Linked DNA regions of Anas platyrhynchos: region 1 is linked to region 2. A link is a contact called in public Hi-C data. All regions are on one chromosome and are shown on one strand. Each heading gives the region's core, a stretch centred on a gene start, on an enhancer-like site or on the middle of the called end of the contact. The rest is flanking DNA. Distances are from core to core; before and after follow the strand shown. Region 1 holds the start of SGIP1 (SH3GL interacting endocytic adaptor 1). Region 2 overlaps PDE4B (phosphodiesterase 4B).

What was found. Hi-C and Micro-C count contacts between places; a contact is called where the count stands out from the background.
Region 1: a Hi-C map of subcutaneous adipose tissue shows a contact between it and region 2, with 5 times the contacts expected there. The contact joins the promoter of SGIP1 here to the enhancer-like site in region 2. A contact is called at or near these places in 2 of 8 Hi-C or Micro-C datasets (skeletal muscle and subcutaneous adipose tissue).

What each region holds. Positions count from the first base shown.
Region 1 is chr8:38,064,851-38,069,632 of IASCAAS_PekinDuck_T2T, forward strand. It overlaps SGIP1 (SH3GL interacting endocytic adaptor 1), which reads left to right and starts at 1,665. Exons shown (of 24, transcript XM_072042097.1): 1 at 1,665-1,861. The coding sequence starts at 1,702.
Region 2 is chr8:38,004,454-38,009,665 of IASCAAS_PekinDuck_T2T, forward strand. It overlaps PDE4B (phosphodiesterase 4B), which reads left to right. Exons shown (of 17, transcript XM_027463811.3): 4 at 106-300; 5 at 1,673-1,709; 6 at 1,793-1,863; 7 at 5,067-5,116. Among named protein-coding and RNA genes, the nearest start is that of SGIP1, 59 kb to the right of the region's middle. Within about 2 kb of position 1,963, at least 2 of the 8 cell types and tissues checked have an H3K27ac peak or open chromatin away from gene starts, as enhancers often do. A contact at or near this core is called in subcutaneous adipose tissue, where this site is marked.

The DNA.
Region 1 (4,782 bases), core at 415-2,914, 60 kb after region 2:
TGTACAGTGGGGTCGGCACAGATGGTGCTGGAGGGGGCCCCAAGCAGCTGGAGCCGTGCCCTGATGAGGTCCCGCAAGGCCGGGGCCATGCGCAGGTGGAGGAGCGCGCAGCTGGGGACTGTGCCACAGGAGGGGTGCACAGCTGGGGCTCTGCACAGCTGGATCCTGTGTGGCTGCAGCTCGAGCACAGCTGGATCCCAAACACAGCTGGATCCCAAACACAGCTGGATCCAATGCCCACAGCTGGATCCAATGCCCACAGCTGGATCCTGCACCCAGCTGGCGGCTGCTTCCATCCCCAGGGAGTTCATTTTGGGACCCGTCACTTTTTTTGCCCCTTTGCACAGCCGTTTCCCCGCACAGCCCCTCCTGTTCCCTGCTCTCTCCTGCTCCCAGCACCGCTCCCGCTTGCTTTGGGCTTCATTCAGCCACGTGCAAGCGCAGCCAGTCGCACCCAACAGAACCCTTTCACCCCATTGCACAAGCACAGCCCTGCTTATTTTTCTCCAGCCTCCTCTTCCTCCCCACCAACAGGCACCACCTTCAGCTCTGACACTTTTTTATACGGTCTTAATAGGCAGATCTTGCAGAAAAATCTTGTTTTTACGAGGGAGGGGTAAAGGTTTCTTCCCTGGAAATTCAGGCCATGTTACTGGTGGCTGGGGGTGCAATCACCTGGAGCACATCCGCGGGCACCTGTGCTCCTCCCAGCTGATGCCGGGTGCAGGAGACACGGGGCCAGGGCTGTCACCTCCCTCGCTGTCACCCACGGGGACCCGTCCACAGCGAAACACGGGGCAGCCCCGACATCCCCCCAGCACCCCCAGGAGCAGAGGCAGGAGGCTTTTGCAGCAGGAATATTTTCAACGCTGCTCAGATATGTATTTTTTCCATAACCTCATTCTTTAGGCTCAGCTGAGCTGTTTCGGTGGAAACCTTCCTGAAAAAAAAAAAAAAAAAAAAAAAAAGAGAGAGAAAAAGAAAAAGAAAAAAGAAAACAGCCCGAGGCAGGCAACTGTCAGAAGCTTTTAGCACAGGCTGTTGGTGCTGGCAGCGGTGCCTGCCCGTGGGCATGGGCGCAGCTGTGGCCAGGGCACGGGGCAGCACTTCCAGCCTCTCATGGGGCCAGGGAGCAGCACCCAAATACATGAAGTTTCTTCAAATTCCCTTCAAAATTCTGTTCCTGTAGGTTTTACATTGGATTTAAAACCCAACCCCTTGCGTGCTGCTGAGCTTCTGCTTCTCACCTTGGCGTGCAGCATTTCAAATGTGGTGTTTCTTGGGGCAAAAATGCACAAAATAGGACTGTTGGATTCCCGGGGGCTGGGCACTGCCTGGGCTCATCCCCGCTCCCCCTGCTGCCGGGGCTGCTCAGCACAACGTGGGGCACACGGGGAGGGCACTTTCCATCCCAAATCACACCCGGGTTGATGCTGGCGGCGATACCGCCCCGAAACAGGCTGGGCAACGCTCAGGAGCACACACACGTGTGCTGTGGGGCAGCGCTGCCGTCTGCGAAAACACACACCCATCGTTCGCATGGGGATTTTTTTTTCCATGTTCCTGAATACCTTCTTTCTAACCAAAAAAAAAAAGGCAAAACAGCCTCGCTGCCAGGCCAGTTAGCGTCCCCTGTGCCACCCCATCGGAGCAGCCGGGGGCTGTGGGGCTGTGGCTCTGGCTCCAGCCCCGCTCAGTGCTATGGGCAGGGCTGGGGCAGGGCAGGAGCAGTCCCCACGGCTGTGGGGCCGCAGCTGCACCTCATCCCATCGGGCCCAGGCAGGATTTAAGCTGGGGAGCCCACCTGCAGGGTTTGGCCTCCTCACGAGTGGGGGCAAAACTGAGTGGGGGCACAAGGCAGGTGAGTGCTGGCCGGGAGCTTGGTGCTGCTGGTAAATGCGTGCTCGATCTGTGGCCGTGGGAGCTGCTGGCAGGGTGTGCATGGGGCTCCCGTGGTGCTCCAGCGCCCCAGGGCACAGCCTAATTACCTCCGTGTGCATGAGAGCCATTAAATAAGGCAGAGGCTGCTCTGGCAGCATTCAATTGCTCCTGGAGCTCTGCACCCCGGTACTGCTGCTGCCCGGCACGGAGCTGCTGGCCAAATGGGCACCGTGGGTGCTGCTGGTGACTGGGGATGGACATGGCCGTCTGCTCGGTGGGTGCCCTGGCATGTCGTGCTGGTTGTAAGCTGATCTTGGTTGTGCCATGCTTGTGGTGGGTGGTGCTGGAGCGGGGAGCCCATCGGAGCCCCGTGGGGTGCAGCTGCCACCATCCCCAGCCTGTGCTGGGGGTGAGGGGGATGCTTTGCGGTGCTCAGGGTGTTTTGGGGGCTCCTCAGCAGCACACAGAGTGCTTGCAGGGCCCCGGCATGGGCAGGGTGCGGCTGTGCAACCCGTGGGGCTGGTTCCCCACGTGTGCAGTGGGGCTGGGTGCCAGCCGGGGCAGGAGGCAGCGAGCAGAGGGTGCGGGGGCTGGCGGGGCCGGGGGGCTGGGGCCTTGCGTGTTGGGTTGTGGTTTCAGAGCCTCAAGCAGTGAAGCTCTGTTGAAGTGTACGGCAAGCAGAGCTTCTCTGCTGCTGTGGGGGAGCAGCACCACACTGGCCTGTATCCCCCAAAGGGCTGTAGTTGGTGCTAGGGCACAGTGAGGGCTTGCTCCTGAGCTCCTCTCCTTGCTCACTGGGCTGGGAAGGGCCCAGCAGCTCTTTTTGTGAGGGCAGAATGGGATAAATGGGGCAAAAACCAGCAGATCAGATGGTAACAGTCCTCCTTGTTGAGCATGGAGCTGCTCAGCACGAGGAACACCACCATAATCCTGCTGAAGATGTGGAGTGCTGGCTGCAGAGAATGCAATGTGTGAGGTCGAGCCCAGTAACAGCTCGGTGTTGTGGCCTTTTGCAGCCCCACATGATGTGCCCGGGTGCCCCATCTTTTTGGAAGCACCCAGCCACCACCAAACCTGCCCCTGTGCCTCTTGAGGCTCTCCCAGTGAGGCCGTGTTTCAGCCTCCCCCTTTGTCACGCTGGGAGGAGGCATTTGGAGCAAGCAGCCTGAAAATGTCACCGTATCAAAGCCCAAATGGCAGCCTATAAAAGGCTCTGGTATTTTTCAGCTGTCTCGCAGCGAGGCACAAATGTTCACAGTCTCTAAATCCTGATGAGGCGGCCTGCGTGTGATGGCTCCCGACCATGGCCCCGCGTGAGGCCTACACTGCGCAATGGGCACAGGAGGCACAGGGCCTGGTGTCAGAGCCCAAAACCCTCATTAATGAGAGATCCCAAAGCCTAATTAGTGCTTCCCAGGATGTTTGGCCTCTTCAGCTGTGTCCCCACCTGGCACAGAGAAGCCCACAGGCTTGTTTTCAGTGAAATGCCCCATTAGGCTTCATGGCGGGTCGTTGTGGCAGGTGCGCGGACCTGTCACCGACTCACGGCTGCCCGTTAGCGCTGTTAATGCTGCGGGATTTACGGGGCTGTGCCCTGAGAGGGATGAGGCTGCTGGATTTGAGCTTTATTTAGCAAATCCCTTCACCCAGGGGCGTGGGGGCACCTTGCCCTGTGGCGGGGACGCGCCGGGATCGCCCGTCACATGCGGCGTGAGCATGACTGCTCCAGTATGAGTAATGCGCTGCTGTGACTCATTTTCTGCCTCCTTATTCTCTCCTTTGAGGCTGACTTCCCCTGTTTATGTTTACACATGGCAGCCCATCGCGCACCCAGCGGGGTCTGGCTCCCTCCTCCTGCCCTGATGGGAAGGGGGCTGTGGGAGGGCAGGGTTGTGGTGTCCTCTGTGGGGCCCTGCCCTGCGGCTGCCTTTGCCCGCAGGATGATGCAGGGATGGGAGACATGGATGGGAGACACAGGGACGCTTTATCAGCTCCGTGCCTCTGGGCCAGGTGTCCCACGGGACCCCACAGGTGCCACATTACGCTGCACAATAAGCCATGGGTTTCTTTCTGGCACTCCTGTATGCCAGCGCTGTGTGGAGGCTGCCATAGCTCAGTGCCCGAGTGAGGAATGAGCAAAGATAACTCGGTTACGGGTTACTCGGCTCTGATGGGTCTGCTGCAAGTTTGCAACAGGGATATCCACAGGAACTGTCCTGCAGGGACAACCCTGGGGTGCTGGGTGGCTGTGGTTCCTCTACTTTAGAGGAGCTGTATGAATTTTGGGAGAAATGTTATCTTGGAGAGTCTGCCAGCCATCCCACTGTGATCCCTTGCTTATTTAAAACGCTTCTGCCCTTTTCTGTAGATAAACTGGGGCTGTTTGGCCTTCTGGGGAGCCCCAGGGCTGTGGGTGAGCCCGTGGTGTGAGCTGATAAAATAGGAGGAGCAGTGAGGTGTGGGGTAAATCCTGCCCCAGCTGCACTGGGGTGGTGCTGGAGGAGTGCTGGGACTGGGGACCGGCAGCGGGGAGCCTCGTGGTGACAGAGGAACCGTGTGAGGTGGCCTGGGGAGCAGCGGAGTGGTGCTACATGGGCTGTACCCCTTATGGGGTTACAGCCAGATCTCCCAAAGCTGCTGGGCACCCGTCCTTCCACCCCCAGTGCTGCTGGGGTGGATGGGGGGTGATAAATGCCCCCTGTGGCAGGTGGTACCTGTGGGGACCTGCCTGGGGTGGGTGAGGGTGTCCCCAAGGGTGCGTCCCCATGGATGCATCCAGCTGTGCTTCTTTATTATTTTTATAACAGCAAAAGTGCTGCACCCGTTGGTGTCCCAGCTCCTCAAAGGGGCAATCCCAGAGAATCCTCAGGCTAGGACGGACCCTAGAGGTGGTGCTGTGGG
Region 2 (5,212 bases), core at 713-3,212:
GTGTGGGATTTCAAAACCTTGCTCCGAAGGTGGATGAGGACAGCGTGGTGCTGCCAGTGTGGCTTTTGCTAGGCACGTGTGACACTCTCTGTGCTTTCTTTGCAGCTTCGACGTGGAAAATGGCCCGTCCCCAGGTCGCAGCCCGCTGGACCCGCAGGCCAGCTCCTCGTCGGGGCTGGTGCTGCACACCGCCTTCCCGGGGCACAGCCAGCGCAGGGAGTCCTTCCTCTACCGCTCGGACAGCGACTACGACTTGTCACCAAAGACGATGTCCAGGAACTCCTCTCTCCCGAGCGAGCAGTAAGCACAAACTCAGCTCACCTTGTGTTTCACAGCGGATGGGAGCTCTGTCTTGTCGTGGCTCCCACATTTCACAGCCCTAGCGCCCGAGGCAGGTGCTCTCACAGCCTGCCAAGGCACGACAGCCTTTTTCCCATCGCATCCTCCAAATGCTCCCCTTTTCTCCATAATCCAGTAGAAGAGCTTTCAAAGCCGTGCTGTGAGCTGCAAGGGGATGTGTGCCTGTGCCTTCCTGCACTTGTTTTTCTCCGTTAGGCTCTCACCGTTCTCGGTGCCTGGTTAACATCACCGCACGCCATGAGCCTGAAAAACAGAAATACGACCGTACGCATATTTACAGCGTTCCTCTTCTCCGTCCCCTTTTCTGTCATGAGTTGTTTGCTAGAACTGAGTGAAAAATAAAGCAGAAAGCCCAGCCAGATGGTTGGCTTGAGAGGATCAATATAACTCAGCGCACAAAGCTTAAATGAATGGCCTGGATTTGCAGCCCTTTCTTTTAAAAGGCAGTTTAAAGTTTTAAAGTGACCATTAAGCCATAAAAAAGTGCTCATAAAAACACTTGGCTGTTAAGAAGGCCCTACAGGTTTTGCTGTGAAGTTGAAATCTAGGTAGCAGCAGGCTCCATTAGGAGTTCCCCTGGAAGAGAGCATCCCTCGGTGCAGCCAGCGCACCGCCTCTCCCTGCTTTCCAGCCACGATCAGGTCAGCCCCGCACAGCAGGAGCTCGGCCCACTCTGCGCTCAGTTTGGGCAAAATAGATCCCTTTGTACGGGATTTATCGCCCAGACACAAGTGCTTTGTGCGCCATTGCCAAGAAAAATCCTTCCTCTCGGTGATGACGGTGGCCGTGTATTTTTCTCAGAACTTGCGCTCACATCTTCCATGATGAGCACGGCCGGGCGAAAGCCGGTGTTTGAATAACATTAAAGGCTGTGACACAAACCAACAAAAGCCAGGAAATTCAAAGCCGACCTTTACCCAGGCCGTGGCGGGTTTTTCCACCGCGGTGTGAGTGTGCTGCCTTCGCTTTGAATTTCCTGGCTTTTATTGCCCCGCGTTACCCATCCAGCCGGGCTGCTTGTCATCCCCTCGGCGAGCCATTTTGGTGTCATTTTGGTGTGGTGTCACACAGGGAAAGGCTGCAGGGGCTGAAGGCTGTGTTCTGGGTGCTTGGCCCCCTCTGAAACACTCCTTGGGGTGACTGAAGCGTTGCTTGGGGTACAAATTCATCACAAGAGTGCTCGGGGCTGGGGTTGGGTACGAGCCCGTGGTCCAGCGGCGCGCATCAGTGCCCTGCTCCGGTAAACGGGTCTGGCACAGGGTCCCCGTCCACGCAGCAGTGACTGACCCAGCCGTGTTCTTGTTTCCCCCAGGCACGGCGATGACCTGATCGTCACACCTTTCGCCCAGGTGAGTCGGGAGCCCGCTGCCTCGCGCCGGCCGGGGACGCGTTGGGTCGGAGAAGCGCTGACGCCTGCTTCTGCTCGCCCTAGGTGCTGGCGAGCTTGAGGAGCGTCAGGAACAACTTCACGCTGCTGACCAACCTGCACGGGACGGCCAACAAGTAAGCACAAACTTCTCCGAGCTGTGCGGGACCAGGGTAGGGGCTGGGGCCGCCGCTGGTCCCTCTCTGCCCACCTGAGGGCGCCCAGAGGCAGGGGCTGGGCTGGGAGCCTGGGGGACACACAACAAGGGTGTGAGGGGCTGTGCTGTGCCCCCGAGCACAAAACCGCTCCCTTTTGGGCTCCTTTGGCCATCCAGCTCAACCCGGGGTGCTGCCTTGTGCTGCCTCAGGTGTTCACCAGGAGCACGGGCACCGGGAGGAGAGGCTGGAGGTGGATGGTGACGCCTGGTGTGGCTGTGGTGGCACCACATGGGCACAGCCACCCTGCCCATGCCACCGTCAGGTCCACGCGGTGTCCCACAGCAGCAGAGACACCAAACGGGACCGAACTTGATGGCTTCTTTCACGCTGAACAGGAGAAACCCTGAAACAGGAGAAACAAACTCCATCATCACAATCCCCGCTTCCCCTTGGCCATTCACAGCGCACCAGTCGTCATCATTTTCTGCCCTGCTTTGCCCCCGGAGAGCCGTTCTGCCCCAAACCAGCATTGCTCAGCCCTGCAGATGTCCTGCCCTGAGATCGGTGGCATCTCCTGCTCCTGCACCACTCACACCTCTTTGTGTCTGCCGGCACCGTCCTGCGCTCCACGCACGGCTCGGCGTTTGGTTTGGGCGTGAGGTTTTTCCTCCCGTTGATTGCTGTTGGCGAGTTTTGATCGGAAACGAAGCGCCGCATTCCAAGATGGAGGTTAATAGAAAAACAGATGGCTGAAAAAAATAGATCCGTTTTTTTGTTGTTGTTGTTGTTTTTCCGCTTTGCTTTTCTGAATAGTTGAAGCATTCCGTTCCTAATGAGGAATCTGAAATTGGACGGGGCCGGAAGGAAGCGAGGGCGTAACCTGTAGGACACAGAGGCATCTCGCAGTGTCCTTGTGAAAACATTCCCAGATTTGATTGAGGTATAAAGTCATTTGCCCAGCCAAAGTAAAAGTCATTAAATGTTTAAGCCATTAGGTGCCAAACAGCCAAGTCCGTGGCGGAATGTGCTTCCAGGCGCTGCGGAGCTTCCCGCACAGTTTCCAAACAGCTCTGCTGGGTTACGGCCGTGCTGCCAACTCATGATTTTATCATATGTCTCATGATATGTGGTATTTTTCTTAAACTTCTGCTCTGGGGATCATGAGAATCGCAGCTTTTCTTTAACCCTTCATCACCCCTTTTTTTTTCCTCCTCCTCCACCCCCTCTGTCCCGAGACGGAGAAGGAGGATGCTGTCCCACTTATTTACATGCTGGAAAATCTGAATCTTAAGGACTGGGAAAAAAAAAAAGAAAAGAAAAACAACAATGAAAAACAAGAACTCTTTATTTTTTTGGACTTCAACATCGGGGTTTTTAGGACAATTTCCTGCCTGGAAAAGAGGAGAGTGTGATGAATGGCTTCGGAGTGCCTGAGTTTGGCACATGCGGCCGAGGACACGGTCAGAAAGCATCCGGTGCCAGCTCCCCGAGATGCCCGTCGGCAAGGAAGAAGGAGTGGGAGGCAGGAGCCACGTGCACGTGGTGACCCAGAAGGGGCAGTGGCATTGAGACGCAGATCTCCGGGGCTCCTCTGCCTGCTCCTGCCAGCTCTGCAAACCAAGATGGGCCCGGCCGGCTGTAACTCGAGGGCGCTGGGTGCGGTGCCGTGCCCTGCTCAGGCTCCGACACGGGGAATACCCTTACGAGTATGATTTCACCCCTCCCTGCCCCCCGAAAGCACGTCTGAGCACCTCGGCGCGGTGGTGGAGGTACCTGGAGCACGGCTCTCCAGACGCTGCAAGCGCCGCGGCCGCAGCGCGGTGTCCCCGCCGAGGAGTTTCTGTTTTCCAAAGATTTCCAGATTCGGATTTTCAAAGGCTCAGCACGGGCAGGTCGGGGCAGGCTTTTAGAAAAGTCAGCATCCAACGTGCTGGGCTGAGCCCTTCGAAGAATCTGTGGCCCGTGGTTCCCTCCAGAAAAGCCGAGCCCTTGAGATCCCACCCCAAAGGCGAGTGCCATGGCCATGGAGCCGCCGCTCGCTGCAGCCCCGCTCGCCCTCGCCCTGCCGGCAGGTTGGGAAGCCAGGAGCAAGGTTTTGGAGCAGGACCCTCGCTGCCTTACTCAAACACGGAGCTTACCTGGCTAGCGAGGCCTTCCTGGAGCACTTCTGAAGAACCCCCTGGAGCTACGAGTGCAGCAGCATTGAGCTGCTCGCTTGCTTTGATTTTAGCTTCAAAGGAGAGCTGGCAAATAATGGATGTTTCGGTTCAGTGGCTGACTCAAAAAATTGGGGTTAGGAGGTTGCCTAAGAGAGAGCAGGGGGAAATCCGGCTTCAGTTAAAACATATCAGAAACTTCTTGGGGAGGAAAAGCGCCAAGTTTCACTTCTGGTCAGCCTGAAATCCCACGTTCAATCCCAAATGAAGCATTTTTGGTTTTGCGTTAACTCCTTTTAACTTGTTTTAAAAAAAAGTCTGTATTCTATAAGTAAATTATGGTTTCAATGTGAAAAATTAACCCTTTTGTTTGGCGAATGTCACAATGAAATCATCTGACGTTTGGAGAAATACCGCACCATTTTTCCAGTCAAACCTGCTTGCTAAACTTGAGCTGATTTTTCAGATAGCGCTTGGTCCTTCTGAAATCCGGAGTTTCCCAATGAAATTGTTGCTCCTAGTCAAGAAATGTCATTCCGCTTGGTTTCAGAGCTTGCGCTAGTGACTGCAGTGTCTCCTTATTTACTTCCAGGTGCAATTCAAGCTGTTAAATCCTAATTTAAAGCCTTATACCTATATTGGTATAACAATTGACATTACTTCAGGGTCCAGTCCAGACTTTGTTGTCTTTCAGCCTTGATTCTGGGTCCCAGCGAGCCCTTCAATCACAGAAACTGGCCCTTGCTGACCTCCGAGCATGTTTTGACCACGAAGCTGCCAAGGCAGCGTGGGATGCTGGTGCATCTTTCCTGATATATGCTCTTTCTAGCATGTGTGTGTGCTTAGGACACGTTTGGGTTTTTCTAACAGATATATTGATATTGCTCATTAGCTGCCAAGCCATTTGGAAGTGGCCTGGCTTCTTTGTGGGCATGGAAAAGGGCTTCTAGCTGCAGGAATTGACAGCAGCAGTGCTTGAAGAGTTAAAATAAAACCTATTTATAGACTATTCTTTATCCCTTTTAGGAGATCTCCTGCAACGACTCAGCCACCCGTCTCCAGAGTTAACCTACAAGGTACGTGTGTGAGTTTGATAACCGGGGCCAAATGAAGAGGAGGGCTAATTGCACATCGTTTCACTCAGGGCTGCTGCCCTGCTCCCCCCAGCCCAG